Regions from separate parts of the Mus musculus genome. Here region 2 is linked to region 1. The links are chromatin contacts, called in public promoter capture Hi-C maps. All regions are on one chromosome and are shown on one strand. Each heading gives the region's core, a stretch centred on a gene start, on an enhancer-like site or on the middle of the called end of the contact. The rest is flanking DNA. Distances are from core to core; before and after follow the strand shown.

Region 1 (2,884 bases), core at 100-2,599:
GGCCACAAACCCCACACCACAGCACCTGTAAACTTAAATGTGGCATCACTGTAAAACATGAGAGAGGTGAAGAGGTACTTACTCTCTGTTGGTTCTTTAACTATCCAATTCCTTCTGAGTGCAGAAATCAAAGAGAGGGAGAAGGAGCATTAAAAGCAGTGGACGGTGCCACCCCCTCAGTACTGTGCCATCTGGCACTGGGTGGCGGACCCAGAACTGGACCTATGCATCACAGTTGCCCAGGCACGTCCCATCCACAGGTTTCCCAGAGTTCTTTCACCCATGTCCTAGCTAGGGGTTCACTGAAGCTAACAGTTGTTTCTGTCTTGTGCCACCTGCCTCAAATACCTTCATGTGATGGTAGATATTGTCAGCTCAAGACACTCTAAAATCACCTAGGAGATGTGCCTCTAGGCATGCCTGTGAGGTTGGCCATGGTGGCTGGCACACACCGTTAATCCTAGCATTCAGGAAGCAGAGTCAGGAGGATTTCTGGGAACTGGAAGACGTGGTAGTCTAGAAAATTCCAGGCCAGCCAAGGCTACACAGTGATGCCCCCAGAGGAGGGGATGTTGAAACACAAACTGAGCAACACTGCTTCCTGACTATAGGTGCATGCCCCTGCTGCATTCCTCATAGACTCAGACTGTGAACCATAATTAAAACCTCCCCTTGACTCGCTTTTGTCAGGTATTTAGTCATGCACACGGGCTGGGCTCTTCCTGACATCAAGTTAGTGACTACTAAGCCTCCTGGGAAGGATTCTGACCCACCTATCCCCATGGGCTGCACAGTCCCCACAAGTCTGCACTCTGGCCACAAGGGCTCTTTCAAAGCTTCCCTCAACTTCTAGAAACTTCTCTCATACCGTAGCCTCAGATTTCATGAGTTCCCCCATCAGTCACATGCCATTAGTCCAGACAGCTGCTAGTTCAGATGGCATCTTATTTGGCCCTGGCCAGCCTGGAATTTAGACCAAGTACAAGCATGTCTGTTACCTGTGAGGGGAGGCTAAGCTTGAGGCCCTTTCTCTGTCTCTGCCCCCAGGCACCTCATCATGCAGGTAATCGGGACTGCACCTGGAAGTCTTGAGAGATGACGATGTAGCCATCAGTGGCTTCTTAGGACTGTGAACTGAAACAGGCCCTGGGAATGAGGGAGCTGGGCTCTGGACTCTGGGGGGACTAAAGATACTGCTCAAGGATGAGGCTGATGCTCTCAAGACATCATTGTCTGCATTTATGATGGATTCCTAAATTGGAGCAGCAGGAACCCTAGGCACACCCCACCCAGTTCTGCATCTCACTATAAGGGTCATGTGATCTTTAACACACCCACCCCCTGAAGAACCAGAATGAGGAAGTGCCCCAATGGTTGAGGACACTCTTAAAGGTCATGGATATGGGAAACCACTTTCTGGTGTGCCCCTGCCCTCCTTGAGAAAGGGAGGTACCAGGGACTCCCTTTTCCCAGCCCCACCCACCTGGCCACCACAGAGGCCCCCATTAGGAGAAAGGAGCCCCAAAAGTTTCTTTGAGCCCAGATCCTGAAGCTGCCCAGAACCCAGGAGGCCCGGAAAGGAAGCAGCTTTCATTGTCCCCACTACCCCAATTCCTCAGCTCTCTTAGGGCCCCCCGAATCCATACCCCAAACAGGGACTAAATGAGGGGACCCAAAAATGTACAGGTGCTTGCTTAGGAACCCCGCTTGGTAAAAGCAATTTGCTTATGCTGTTCGTAAAGCACCTGAGGTAAGTGTCTTAAGTTTGTAGGGTTTGTGCGCACATGGCATTGGGTGGTACTTTTACGGTGTGGGCAATTTGTAGTGTGGGTGACTTGTGATGTAGGTATTTGGTATAGGTGAGATGTGGTGGTGGTGTGGCTGTGTGCTACACATGGGGTTTGTGTGATGTGTGCAGTGTTTATGGACTGAGTACGTAGTGTGTACATGTATGTGTAGCATGATATATGGTATGGAGTGTGTATGTGGTATGTGTGATGTTATATATGTGGTACACAAAGGAAGCATGTATGGTGTGATATGTGGTGCATGGTGTGTGGCATGTAAGATGTGGTACGTGTGGCATGTGGTACTGGGGGTTATGTGAAATGTGGGATAAATGTGTTGTGTGTGCAGTGGGTAATTATATGTGTGGTGTTGGGGGCTATGTGTGGAGAGTATGTGGTGGGAGTTATGTGTGGTGCCTGGTATATGTGGTATGTGTGGTGTGGTGTAGTGTATGTCACAGTGTGGTGTGTGTTGGCATGGCATGTGCTGTACATATGCCAACCTTTGGCAGCTGGCAGCAGGACAGAATAAACATGCACCTCCCAGTGATATCAGCACACGGGGAAGCAACTGCAGTGTAAGGTCAGACAGTGCAGCGGCTCCAGCCCTCCACCCACCTGGCTGGGTATGGCCGGACCTCAGTGCTGGGCTGCAGACCCGGGCACAAAGACTGGAGGAAAAGTCAGTGCCGGATCCTGCTGCCTTTCCTGGAACTAAACGGGAGTTCCTGCAAGCTCTAGGCTGTAGGCAGCCTGACCTTCCCCACAGCCATGCTTGGGGCAGCTTTCATGTCTTCCCTGGTCATCTCACTTGGGTATGCAGAACAGGGCGTCTGAATTGCCTCATACACTGGGAAAACACTCATCCAATCCAGAGGACATGGAGGTCCTGGGTGGAAGCAGGAGTGGGCAGAATAGTCCTGAGTACAAGCCTTGCTGTCTATCTGACCTCTAATCAACCCTCTAGAGGGGTGAGGCTCCCCCAAGATAGCTCAGAGTCACCAGCAGAGCCAGAGCGGACACCAGGACACATGCCAAGGGACTGAAGAGTCCCTGTTCACCCTCTCTTTAAGTCTTGTGTTCTAAAAACAGCGCAC
Region 2 (2,884 bases), core at 242-2,741, 120 kb after region 1:
TGAAGGTAGGTTTGCTCTGTGGTCCTCCCAGCATCGCCTCTCACCGACTCACATCACACCTAAGAAGTACAGCAGAGCTATGGAGAGCCTCTTACTCGCTGGCGCTTTTGCTGGCTTACACTCGTTTGGCTTTCTTGTTAATTCAGGACCATGCATATAAAGGATGACACCACACACAGTATGCTGGATCCTCCTGCATCAATAAACAATCAAGACAATCCCTGCCCTCATCCCCCGGTTGTGCCCACAGGCCTATCTGATCTGATCGATCCCTCAACGAAGACATCTTTCTTAGATGTGTCCAAGTGACAGTGGATGCTAACTAAGACATATATGCACATGGAAGAAAAATTAAACCAATAAGACAAAACTTCCTGTAGGTCTGGCACAGTGATGTACGCCTGCATCCCAACACTTGGGAGGCCAAAACAGGACGGCCTCAATTTTCAGGCTAGCCTAATCTACACCATGAGCTCTGAGCCAGCCAAAGCTACAGAGTAAGCAGCTGTCTCAGAAAGCCAAAAGAGCAACAACAAAAGAGAAAATAATTCCCTGTGGCAGATGATTCTTAACAACTTTCTTCTGCAGAGGACAGGATTGGGCCAGGAGGTCTCATGATAAAGAATAGTTCTGAGAGACCCTGGGCCATCTCAGACGGTGACTGGGAGCCCTCCAGGAGTCCAGGCTGCGTCGACTGCCAGGCTGAGAAAGGCTGCCATAGATGGATGGGTGGCCCTCTGTATACACAGACTGTAATTTCCAGATTCAACCCCTGAAGATCTTGTTCTGCATGTTCAGTCTGCACTACACCTAGGTGTCTACACTGAGCATGTGCCAAGTCTTCCATGGTTCCCTAAATAATGAAGTCAGAGACCTATGCACATAGCAATGTTCATTGGTGTTGGAAGTAGCTGAGAGATGATTTAAAGTACACAGGAGGGGCTGCGTAAGCTCTATGTAAACTTCATGCTGTTTTATATAAAGAGCTTTAGTATGTACAGAAAGAACCCCCTCTTCCCACCAGGGATACAAAGGCCGACTGCACAGAGCCAAGCTTAGCCTAGTTCATCTCTGGACTATAGTTTTTCCCCCTAAGAGGACCACTTAGGCAGTGGTCTGGTCAGACCAGAGTAGCTTTATTACCCCCAGGAGGTGACTCTGTCTCTCATCACATGCATGTGGGTGGAGTAGAGTCACACTGTGGTTGGGCTAATTACTGCATCACGCCTAGTATTCCCAGCATGGACACTCGCCCAGGGCCATCCATGTGTGTCCTGAGCACTGTTCCTCGTTCATTTCCTAGTGGATTTCATCTGACCTTCATCCTCAGGAACCCCACAGGGCAAGACAACCTTGCCCTTTCTCCAGAGTTGGAGGTAGCCCCATTTCTCTTAAGGCTACAGACTCTGTGTCATCAGCATCCTGGAGTCTGTCCCCCAACTACCCAGCCTGACAAGTTGGCAGGAAGCTTTGCTGCTGCTCAGAAGGTGGAAATATACGTTAATCTCCCAGTTGCCATGACAACTGTCAAAACAGTAATGACAGGATGCGGTCTGAGGCAGGGCATGCCCCAGCCTGGCTTCTTTCCAATTGATGTGCTTGTGGCAGGGTCCTCAGAGGGTGGATTTGAGAAAGCTATTGCTGTTATTTGCACAAGTGTCTTCCCATGTGTTGAAGGCTCATGGGTTAAAGGCATGTTTGACAGGGTAGTAGAAATTTCCCCATGGTAGAACCTTTAAGAGGAGAGCCAAGTGGGAAGTCTCCAGGCCCACTGGGGGTATATATACCCTCAAAAGGGATTGAGGTGCCCCGTCTCTCACTTCCTCATTGCTTCCAGGCCTTGAGGTGAGCAGCTTTTCTGTATATTGCGTGTCTATCATGTGACCCGATGCCTACCTCAGGCCTAAGCAGTGGTGTCTATTGATCCTGGAACAGAATATCCAAAGATGTGCACACAAATGCACCTTTATTTCTCAGGTGTTTTGTTATGGGGATGACAGACTGACTGATGTCACGATGGGAGTGGAGAGGGTCTCTTGGCCACAACAGCCCCTGCTGTGGAGTGGAGACAGTCACACCTGGAGTCTATTTTTTCCCCAGTAAATGGGGGAAAATGCTGCTGTGTGGCAGGTCGCTATGTGAGAGACAGAGCTGATGTTATCAGGGCTTGTAATACATCATCTGTGAAAGGCAGCCTGGGCTTAATGAGAAATCTCCACAGCCTGTGAAGAAGAAACTGAGACATTGCCCCAGAGGATGGAGTCAGCCTTGGAAATGACTTGACTGGGGCTTTCCAACAGCACCCATCTATACTTTATCGCTCTGGATCTACCTGTAAAGCGCGCCCTCTCTAAGCCAACTGAATCTGGATTTCCCCCTTAGGTTCTCTCAGTATGTGCACGTACGGAGGACCAAGGGGATGTCAGCAGTCACCTCCCATCAGTCATTCATCTTATTCTTTGAGACAGGTTTCTCAATCAAGCCCAGTGTTCACTGATACGGCTAGTCTTACTAGCCAGCTTATTCTGGGGTCTCCTGTCTCCTCGTTCTGGGGTCAGAATTTCAGGTGGGCCACCATGTCCACTCGACATTTATGAGAGTTCTGGGGGGTGGGGGTGTCTAAACCTTGATATTCATACTTGAGCAGCAGGCACGTTAACAACTGAGCCATCTCCTCAGCCTCTCTCATTTATTTCTTTTGAAAAGGAAATATTTTAAATTTTACGTGTGTGTGTGTGTGTGTATGCATGTATGTTTGCATGTGTGTGTGCATACGCCTGCAGCAGCCAGAACAGCTTTGCATTCCCTGGAGTTTTCATTACAGGAGATTGTGAACCATCCCATATAGATGCTGGGAACCAACTTTGGGTCCTCTGGAAGAGCA

What was found. Promoter capture Hi-C pulls out the DNA fragments that hold promoters and counts their contacts.
Region 2: a contact with region 1 is called in a promoter capture Hi-C map of the HPC-7 cell line. The contact joins two enhancer-like sites. A contact is called at or near these places in 10 of 39 promoter capture datasets (the 3T3-L1 cell line, the C10 cell line, the HPC-7 cell line and 5 more), 2 of 15 datasets of contacts at CTCF or cohesin (CD8 T cells and large pre-B cells), 26 of 484 Hi-C or Micro-C datasets (B cells, the CH12 cell line, ECoMG-derived neutrophils and 16 more), 6 of 115 datasets of contacts at active chromatin or transcription factors (the HPC-7 cell line, T-cell acute lymphoblastic leukemia, double positive thymocytes and 3 more) and 3 of 9 other capture datasets (adipose tissue, embryonic stem cells and liver).

Annotation. Positions count from the first base shown.
Region 1 is chr13:51,695,337-51,698,220 of GRCm38.p6, forward strand. It overlaps a transcript of Sema4d not described here. Among named protein-coding and RNA genes, the nearest start is that of Secisbp2, 45 kb to the left of the region's middle. Within about 2 kb of position 1,350, at least 17 of the 459 cell types and tissues checked have an H3K27ac peak or open chromatin away from gene starts, as enhancers often do. A contact at or near this core is called in the HPC-7 cell line, where this site is marked.
Region 2 is chr13:51,812,585-51,815,468 of GRCm38.p6, forward strand. No RefSeq gene overlaps it. Among named protein-coding and RNA genes, the nearest start is that of Sema4d, 20 kb to the left of the region's middle. Within about 2 kb of position 1,492, at least 75 of the 459 cell types and tissues checked have an H3K27ac peak or open chromatin away from gene starts, as enhancers often do. A contact at or near this core is called in the HPC-7 cell line, where this site is marked.